Linked DNA regions of Sus scrofa: all the other regions are linked to region 3. Evidence: chromatin contacts called from public Hi-C data. All regions are on one chromosome and are shown on one strand. Each heading gives the region's core, a stretch centred on a gene start, on an enhancer-like site or on the middle of the called end of the contact. The rest is flanking DNA. Distances are from core to core; before and after follow the strand shown. Region 1 has its middle 19 kb from the start of TRIM56. Region 2 holds the start of TRIM56 (E3 ubiquitin-protein ligase TRIM56). Region 3 holds the start of UFSP1 (inactive Ufm1-specific protease 1).

Region 1 (2,867 bases), core at 154-2,653, 83 kb before region 3:
CACCAGGACTGGCAGAGACCAAGGGTTCACAAATTGTTGAGCTGTGACTGTGATCACGATGATTTGGGAAGTCTGGTGGTGTAACCGAGCAGGGCCCTTTGAGGCTCCTGGGCACACAAGCCTTTCTGTGCCCTCCATTTCTTGTTTTTAGGAAATAAGCCTCAGCCTCCATGAGCTTCCCTGAGTTCCAAAGGGCAGTTGCTGCTCAGGGAAGGGAAGGGATGCAGGGACCAGGGAGGAGCATCAAGAGACAATAGTGCAGCCATGGGTGGGGTGCTGGTTCCTCCTCAAGGAACCATAAGGAGATCTTTGAGCCCTTTCTGCAGGACTAAACCCCGCAACAAATGGAAGACCTACCTGATGAAGCGTCTGCATTCTGGGAAGAAGGAGGACCACCAGAACCAGTCCTAGGACCACAAAACCCCAGGTTTGAAAGACAATGCAAGCTTGCCTCTACCCTGACCCTTATCTGCAGCCCAAACTATAAAACCACCTCCCAATCTCTCCCAAGGGGGGGCACAGTCGTTAAGGCCTTAGCCTGCTGTGCCCCCTTTGCCTGGCAAAGCTATCTTTCTCCTTCACCCAAAACCCGTCTCCACGTTTGTATTTGGCAGACAGAGGCCAAGCTTTGGCAACAGGTGTGTCATCTGACAGGGGCCCATCCACGTGGAGGACAGAGTCACTCAGTCCTGGCCAGACATGACAGGATCCTATAGCAAGGAGGTGGGAGGGGAGGGCAGAGCCAGCAGGCTGCAGTTTTATCTCTCAAAACAGACCTGCTGGGGTTCTAGCAGGCACACTACAATAACCCTGTGGCCTTCCCACCAAGGTCAACGCTGGTGAGCTCCGCTTAGGACCCACACATGCAGCAGAGGCTGAGTCTCCCAGGGCGGGACTGATGGTGGATCTTGGGCCTTTAACCTGGCCAGCACCTGCCCCTCGGCCAGGGCCTGGTGAAGAGGTACGATGGGCACCCCGGCTCCACCCACTGTCTTCGGTCCTGGCTGCCCCATCACCACACCTGCATGTCCCTACTCCCAGCTTTCAGCCTGGTCGCCGCTCCTGAAACACCCTCCCTCCCACGACTGGGCGTTGTGCTTGTTTTCTCTGCCTTTGCTTCTCCATACACTCCTCTGGGCCTCAGTGGCTCTTGACCTCAGCAAACCCCAGCCCTTGGGGCTCCACCTTGATGCTGGCTGTCCTCCCCACCCCGCCTCCCTGCCCTCCAACCGCTCCAGGAGGCGCTCAGCTAATCAGGCTGATTATCGCCCAGAGCCAATTCTACTTTCCTTGGCTACAACACGCAGTAAATTTCCTCAGCCACCAGGCTCCCCTGTGAGCCCTGCCTCTTGTCAGGCAGCCCAGCTTAGCGAGCTGCCAGCTCCCTGCCTGCTGTATCATCACGGATGAATCAGGCCAGCCCGACCTGGGTCTGTAACCTAAACGCCGTCTACACGGAGTCACACCACCCTCAGCAGCAGAACAAATGGTCACATCTCCCGGGTCTAGGGAAATCTCTGCACTTCTACACACCAAGACCCTTACTTATGAAAAATTATACTATAATCTGCCTGCGGAGCACTGAATTTTAGAGGAAGCTTTGATCTCCTTTGTCTCTACACATTTCAAGGGTGGGCTGGTGGCACTGGTCTTAGGTTATCATCAGGGAGTGGTCCTTGAACGCCCAGCCTTATTTCATGCTCTGCCCATTCCCAAGGTCTCTGGGTGACTGAAAACAATCTGGAAAAATCCAGAGAAGGAGAAGGAAGGAGGCGAGGGTGCTGATTTATCCCCAAACCCAGCCCCTCTGTGATGGGGAAGGAAGCTCCGCTCACCATTCCTTTTGTCTTGATCTAGTCCGGAGAGGGCGGTGCTTAGCTGTGGGAGGGGAGGACAAACAGGTGCCCATGGCCCACACGGCCCGGAACTGGCTTCTATGGCCCTAAACATGGAGCTTTCTGTAGGATCGGAGGTGAGCACGTATGAAGCAATCAGAGAACATGTAAGAATTCAGTTATGTCATGTTGCCATGAGCCCAAAAGGAGGCCAGAGAGGGTGAGATGAATGTGACTGGGGACGTTTTTAAAAACTTTGTGTGGAGATGAGTCTTGATTCAGTTAAATATAACAGCGTTACTTGCATCTTCTATGCACGATGCATTATGTTAGGCATTTGGGGCACAGAAGAGAGCAAAGCCACATCCTCGCCCTTGTCCTATCTACATAGGGAAAATTACCACTGTGACATAAGGAGTATATCTAGGAGTGTCACCCCTTTGTGTTAAGAAGAGCTAATGACTGAATATTTGCCCCATCCCAAAACCATGTGTTGAAGCCCTAAACCCCATCGTGAGGGTTTGGGAGATGGGCCCTTTGGGAGGTGGAGTGAGATGAGGTTATGAGAATGGAGCCTTGATCCAACAGGGATTAGTGCTCTTATAAGAAGAGACAACAGCTTGCTCTTTTGCACACCCACCTCTACTTCTGGGGTGTGCATGTACAGAAAAGTGATCGTGTGAGGATATGGGGCCAGTCTGCCAGCCAGGAAGGGAGCCCTTACCAGAATATGATCTTGATCTTGCCAGCACCCTGATCTGGGACTTCTGCCCTACAGCATTGGGAGAAAGCCAGTGTGTGTTGTTTAAGCCACCTAGTATATTGTATTCTGTTGTAGCACCCAGAGCTGACTAGATAGACAGATGTAGATGAGAAGGATTAATTGCAAGGGTTGTATCAGAGAGGGCTTCCTGGAGGAAGTGGATTTGGAGTTTCAGGATGAGTCAGCTTCTAGGGAGGAAGGTGTGGGAAGGGTATTGCAAAAAGGTGCCTATGAACCAAGAAGCGGGCTCTCAGCAGACACTGAAGCTC
Region 2 (3,210 bases), core at 170-2,669, 100 kb before region 3:
GCGGGAGGCACGGGTACGGACTCGCGGCACTCGGGGCATCGGAGGTGGCCGCCCTTGGCCAGCTGGGCCAGGCAATCCTGGCAGTAGGTGTGCAGACAGGGCAACGTTTTGGGCACCCGTAGCTGCTCCAGGCAGATTTTACAGGCCAGGAAGTCGCTGCTCAGGGCCTCCAGCAGGGAGGGTGAGGAGCCCTGGGAAACCATCCTGCAAGCGAGGGGTCAGGTCAGAGGGTGGAGGTCGCCTCCACGGGGCCTCCCGCCTGCCGTCCCGCCTCTCCTCCATCCTCAAGCCCTGCCAGGTCTGGGGAGGCCTCACCTGAATGGCTGGGGATTTTCTTCTGGTCTCCTGAGCTAAAGAGACGCCTCCCTCCTTCCCGCAGACATTCAGCAAATGTGAAAAAGGAAAGGCCGCTGCGGTGTGTCAGGCCCTGCGAGATAGGACAAGACCAAGAAGCAGGGACTTAGGGAGCTGATGGTGAAATGATCAGGGCTCCCGTGGACAGGCTTTGTGTCGTGTGGGGTGTGAGCCCCGGGTGAATAGTTCCTAGTGCTCCTGCAGGGGGTGGGACGCTGGGTGGGGCGGCGGGCAGAGAAGACACAGCCCGAGGGTCCAGGTGGGCAGGGTCACCTTGACTCCTGGCAGATGGGGCACTCCAAAGGGCTCCGATGCCCACAACCCCATACACCTGCCTCCTGGAGCCTGGTAGCAGCATCGAGGGGAGTGGGGACCCCTCTTTCTGCCCTGACCATCCAGAAAAGGATTCTGGAGCAGGCAGAGCGACGCCTGAAGGGAAGAGGCATCCTTCCAGCTCCTCAAACTCTAGACGTCACCATAACCTCTGCCCCATCTCCTCGAGCCCATTTCTTTCAGCCTTTCCTGCTGCAAGAGGCCTCCTGCTTTCCTAGAAGCTTCTGGAGGGTCAGAGTCACCGAGTCACGTGAGGTTCGTCTGTGAAAGCCCCCAGCTCCGCGCACAGTGGCTGTGAAATACTCGATAAGGACCCTTGGGGGATTCCCCCGAACTTCCAGAGAGCAAGGGCCGAGAGGAAGCTCAGAGAGTGGGAGGGCGCCGTCCCGGGGAGGCCCGGAGCGGGGGAAGGCGGGGGTGCTCCAGCCCGCCTCTCCTCTCCTCCCGCCTTCTGGGTCCCTCTCCCGCCGCCCTTCCTCTCCCGCCCGCGCTCTCCCTTCCCCCCACTGCCTCCAGTTCAGCGGACCCTTCAGCCGCCCCCCGAGCGCCCTCCTTACCCAGCCTGAGCTGACCCTGGGCTCCAGGACCCGGACTGGGGGTCCCGAGGTCCGACGCTGCGGTGGCTGGGCTCCTGCAAGAGAAACAAAACTGAAACTAATTGTACTTCTGCAACTTCCGTCCCAGGCCCGGGACACCGACCAGCAGCGCCGCAGGCCCCGCCTTCTTCCCTACCCCGGCCGGGACCTCTTCCTCGGGGCCTCCACCCACTGCAGGGCACAGCCCCCGCCCGCCGGCTCCTCCGCCGAGCCTCCAGGTCCAGGTCCGCTCTTTGCGGCTGGAGTTGCCGAGGTCGGCCTGTCAGTGGAGCCTCAGGATTTGCTCAGCCTGCAAAGTGTGTTTGTTGAAGTGTGTTTGTCGCCAGTGCAGGGGAGTTGCCTGACGATGCGTCCTCTGAGGGAAGAGATTAGAGATCACGGGTGATTCAGAGACCGAGGGTAACCAGAGCCCCGTCGTCAGGCCAGGTTCCAGGGCGGCAGCATATCTGCACATCCAGTCCTGGGTGAGGCCCTTGATACCATAAATCTTTGCGGAGATAGGCAAGGGGCTGTGGGAACCAGATAAGGGGGCAGCAAAGGCTTCCTGGAGGGAGGGTGAGTCAGAAAAGTATAGACGGGTCAGGGATCCCTGGAGAAAAACGCAGGGAAGGGCATTCCAGGAATCGGGAACAGCAAGTCGGTGAGCTCAGAGGAATGAAATTCCCTGACTCTGCTGGGGGCTCCAAGTAATTCAGAATGGTTTGTGGCAAGGGGACATGTGAGTGGTAGCAGATGAGGTTACAGGGGGAGGCAGCGGCCAGATCATAGAGAGGGCCTTTTTCTTTTTCTTTCTCCTTTCTTTTTAGAGCCACACCTACTTCATATGGAAATTTCTAGGCTAGGGGTCAAATAGGAGTTGCAGCTGCCGGCCACAGCCACAGCAACTCAGGATCCAAGGCATGTCTGCACCCTACCCATAGCTCGTGACAACGATGGATACTTATCCCACCGATCGAGGCCAGGGATCGAACCCACATCCTCAAGGAGGCTAGTCAGGTTCGTTACCGCGGAGCTACAATGGAAACAGCAGGCCTTATGTTCTACATGAAGGAGTCTGAGTTTTATCCAAAAAGCCAAAAGAAACCACTGCAGGCTGTTTCCCTCAATATCTTATGAAAAACTTGAAGCACAGAGAAGTTGAAAGAATTGCACTGAACAGTCCTATACCCACCCTTTGGATTCTACAGTTAACCTCTTACTTGATTCATCACCTGCCTTCCTATGCATCCTTTTACCCAGTGAAGAGATGTCAGGAGGAAGCAGAACCGGTGAGAACTTTGCAGCTGCCCTGAGCATAGAGGGGAGCCCGACTATAGGGCCAGGTGAGAAGCAGAGGGGTCTGAGCTGACACAGCAGCACTAGGAGCAGAGGGGATGGTGGCTGTGAGCGGTTGTTGGAGGCAAAAGAAGCTGTGGGTCTTGTGAGTGGTCCCGGGGGAGGGAGGTGCCTGAAGGAAGGTAGGATTGTCCTTCAGGTTTCGCAGGTCTGGAAGTCAGGAGGAAGGACTCAGCTGGACTTTTCCATACTTTGCCAATGTATCTGTGGGGTGTTTCTTTGTTTGTTTGTTTTCTCCTTTTAAGGATGGAAGTTGCTGGGCTAAGGGTCCAATTGGAGCTGCAGCTGCCGGCCTACACCACAGCCACAGCAATGCCAGATCTGAGCCGCATCTGTGACCTATGCCGCAACTTGTGGCAATGCCACTGGATCCTGAACCCACTGAGGGAAGCCAGGGGTTGAACCCGTATCCTCATGAATACTAGTCGTGTGCTTTACCTGCTGAGCCACAACAGGAACTCCCAATGTGTGTGTGATTTTGATGAATTCACCCTACAGTGTCCAAAGTGAGAAGAGCAGCGCCAAGATGGCACCGTGGGGAACAATGACATTTAAGGGCAAGTGGGGGAGGGGCTGGGGCGTGAAGGAGGCT
Region 3 (3,028 bases), core at 464-2,963:
GGATTAAGGAGGCGGTGGGAGGGAGGGGATGAGGCTCTCCCTGGAGCCTAAGAGGGCACGGGGTCAGGAAGCAGCCTGCCTCCCCCTACTCTCCATCTCCATTCCGCAGGCCCCAGGGAGGGGCTGGCTTGCCTGAGGCCGAACCTTCTCTTTCCTTCCGCAGGGACCCCAATGACCCCTGGGATTCCAAAGCCCCGCAGTGGCCCCCGTACACGGCGGGAGCGCAGCAGTACGTGAGCCTGAACCTGCGGCCGCTGGAGGTGCGACGCGGGCTGCGTGCCCAGGCCTGCGCCTTCTGGAACCGCTTCCTACCCAAATTGCTCAGCGCCACAGGTACGCAGAAGCCCGCAGGCAGGGCTGGGCGGAGGAACGGGAAAGGGGCGCGGAGAGAGAGAGGGGTGCGGGAGCCGGCAGGGTATAACCCCTCTCTTCTCCCCCCAGCCTCGGAGGCCCCCTGCACCTGCTCAGGCCCCGCCCACGGGGAGGCTGCCCCGAGGCCCAGGCCCGGCCTCCCCCTATCCCTCCTCCTCCTCTTCCTCTCCCGGTTCCTGCGGCTGTGACCATGGCCTCTTCCCCCTCCGGCCTCAGGGGGCCCCTCCTCTAAAGAGTGGTCGGACCGTGGGGAAGGGCCCCACTCAGGGATCTCCGACCCAGCGCCCCCTCCCTCCTCAAACCGAGAAACTCAAACTGGACAGGGCTGGGGGGCTGGAGAGGACCGGTGACCCATCTCAGGGACCCACACGCCTTCGTTGTCTAAGTGGAAATGAAAAAGCCAATTTTCTTTTTTATATAAAATTATTCTTTGGAGCCTGAGCTTGGTGTTGGGGAGAGAGTGAGGCCCTGGGGCTAGATAGCACCACACAGTGGGGCTATAACCGCCAACCATTTCTGTCTCTTCTCTTTTCCCCACCAACCCACGGATCCTCCTCCTCTGACCCCTTCTGTGCCCGTCTTCCGGTCATTTTCTCCCCCTCCCTCCTCCTTCCCGCCATCCTTCTCCGGCCCCGCCTCTATCCTTGTCCTCTTTCTGGTCTTCCGTCTTCCCTCTTTCGCATATTCTCCTGATCCTCTTTCCACCATCCCACATGGCCTCCTACATTCTCCGTGTGTCCTCCCCGAACTGCCCCCCACCCACCCCCGCACGTCCATTCCCTTCCTTTCCATTGTCCTCCCCGCACCCACTTGCCGGGCGCCCTGGCCGCAGACACGCTGGACGAGGCGGAGCGCCAGTGGAAGGCCGAGTTCCACCGCTGGAGCTCCTACATGGTGCACTGGAAGAACCAGTTTGACCATTACAGCAAGCAGGATCGCTGCTCAGACCTGTGATCCAGGCGGGACCCCACGTCCCTCTGCCCTGCCCGCCTCGCCCAGCCCCCCCAGCTGTATATACTATTTATTTAAGGGCTGGGATATAACAGAGAGGATTCCTAGACCCTGCCCACCCACCTTTCCCCTGGGGCTCCCCGCCCTCTGCATGTCTCGGGCCGAGCCCCCTCCCCCACGGTGCCTTCGCCCCTCTGGGCTGCCAATAAACTGTTATCAGCCACAGAAGTGTGCGCGACTGGGGCTGGGATCTGGGAAGAAAGCCTCAACCACCGGGTGAATGGAAGCGTGGGTGCGAAAGCCGGTGGGACGGATTGATCGCTGGCGTGGGAGGGGGGGCCGGCGCCCGCCCCGCGAGGCGGAGCTCGCGCCTGCGCGGTGACGCCGGCGACGCGGCGGTGCATTGTGGGAGCCCCGCGGCTCGGCCTCGACGTTAAGGGGCGGCCTCTCTCTCCGCTGCTACGTGGGGCCCGCACGCCGAGTCTGCCCGCAGCTGGCTCGAGCCTCGGGGCCGAGAGGACGCGCTGGAGCCCGGAGTTCGCTTCGCGCCGCACGGAGACCGCACCTGCCCGGCCCAGCGACCACCGCGCCCACCCACCGCCCTGGAGCCGCTGAAGGATGTCCACTTGGGCCTGGACCCGCCCGCCCGCGGCCCCGCTCGCCTGGCTCTCCTCTCGGGCCATTACCTCTATTACCACTACGGCTGCGACGGCCTGGATGACCGGGGCTGGGGCTGCGGTTACCGCACTCTGCAGACTTTGTGCTCGTGGCCAGAGGGCCGGCCGACGGGGGTACCCGGGCTGGCTGCCGTGCAGGCGGCCCTGGAGGACATGGGAGACAAGCCACCCGGCTTCCGGGGCTCTCGGAGCTGGATCGGGTGTGTAGAGGCCAGCCTCTGCCTGGATCATTTCGGGGGGCCTCAGGGGCGCCTATGCCACGTGCCCCGTGGAGCAGGGCTTCAGGGGGAGCTGGAGAGGCTCTACTCTCACTTTGCAGGAGGCGGGGGGCCTGTAATGGTTGGCGGGGATGCAGATGCCCAGGCCAAGGCCTTGTTGGGAGTGTGCCTGGGGCCAGGCACAGAAGCCTATGTCCTGGTATTGGACCCTCACTGCTGGGGTGCTCCGAAAAACCCCAGTGAATTACAGGCTGCTGGGTGGGTGGGCTGGCAAGAGGTAAGCACAGCCTTTGACCCCAACTCCTTCTACAACCTGTGCTTGACCAGCTGTAACTCGGAAAAGCAGCGAAATGCCTTGGACTGAGGCTAAGATCCCAGAACCAAAACATCTCTAGTTCCATATACACTCACCTACCCCCAACTCAAAGGCAGAGGCTGCCTGACATCAGGCCCCCAGGAAGTCCCAGCAAAACCTGGGACCTTTGGTGTCAATAAAGTGGCAAGGCCCAGCTACCCATGGCCCCAGTCAATCTTTGGGAGAATGTGGGGAGGTGTATATTATACACTAAGTAAAGAGTGTGACCGTGGAAGTGCTTTTATCGGCAGTAAGGCTGAACGTACAAAAACTTCTCAGAGTTGGATGGGACAAAGCAGTCATATTTGTAGATGATACCAGGAGTGAGGAAAAGATGGCTCAAAAGAAATCCACGTCGTCTGGAGCATCCAGGTCACGGTATTCCACAATGGCCCGTGGGTCTCCACGGACCATCCTTTGAGATAAGAAAGAGGTAAGATAGGATGATGAGAGCT

The links. Hi-C and Micro-C count contacts between places; a contact is called where the count stands out from the background.
Region 1: a contact with region 3 is called in a Hi-C map of fetal liver, with 3 times the contacts expected there. The contact joins the enhancer-like site here to the promoter of UFSP1 in region 3. A contact is called at or near these places in 5 of 5 promoter capture datasets (fetal liver, fetal skeletal muscle, liver and 1 more), 32 of 47 Hi-C or Micro-C datasets (adipose tissue, alveolar macrophages, blood and 17 more) and 2 of 2 datasets of contacts at active chromatin or transcription factors (alveolar macrophages and skeletal muscle).
Region 2: a contact with region 3 is called in a Hi-C map of mesenteric adipose tissue, with 2.6 times the contacts expected there. The contact joins the promoter of TRIM56 here to the promoter of UFSP1 in region 3. A contact is called at or near these places in 2 of 5 promoter capture datasets (fetal liver and liver), 18 of 47 Hi-C or Micro-C datasets (embryonic fibroblasts, fetal heart ventricle, fetal liver and 9 more) and 2 of 2 datasets of contacts at active chromatin or transcription factors (alveolar macrophages and skeletal muscle).

The regions. Positions count from the first base shown.
Region 1 is chr3:8,813,932-8,816,798 of Sscrofa11.1, reverse strand. No RefSeq gene overlaps it. Among named protein-coding and RNA genes, the nearest start is that of TRIM56, 19 kb to the left of the region's middle. Within about 2 kb of position 1,403, at least 3 of the 83 cell types and tissues checked have an H3K27ac peak or open chromatin away from gene starts, as enhancers often do. A contact at or near this core is called in fetal liver and spleen, where this site is marked.
Region 2 is chr3:8,832,469-8,835,678 of Sscrofa11.1, reverse strand. TRIM56 (E3 ubiquitin-protein ligase TRIM56) reads right to left here and starts at 1,419. Exons shown (of 2, transcript XM_021086256.1): 1 at 1,245-1,419; 2 at 1-204. The coding sequence starts at 203.
Region 3 is chr3:8,730,974-8,734,001 of Sscrofa11.1, reverse strand. UFSP1 (inactive Ufm1-specific protease 1) reads left to right here and starts at 1,713. Exons shown (of 1, transcript XM_003354480.4): 1 at 1,713-2,731. The coding sequence starts at 2,154. The coding sequence ends at 2,582. SRRT (serrate RNA effector molecule homolog) reads right to left here. Exons shown (of 21, transcript XM_003354479.3): 21 at 2,798-2,988. The coding sequence ends at 2,913. ACHE (acetylcholinesterase) reads left to right here. Exons shown (of 5, transcript XM_003354481.4): 4 at 164-333; 5 at 1,205-1,551. The coding sequence ends at 1,326.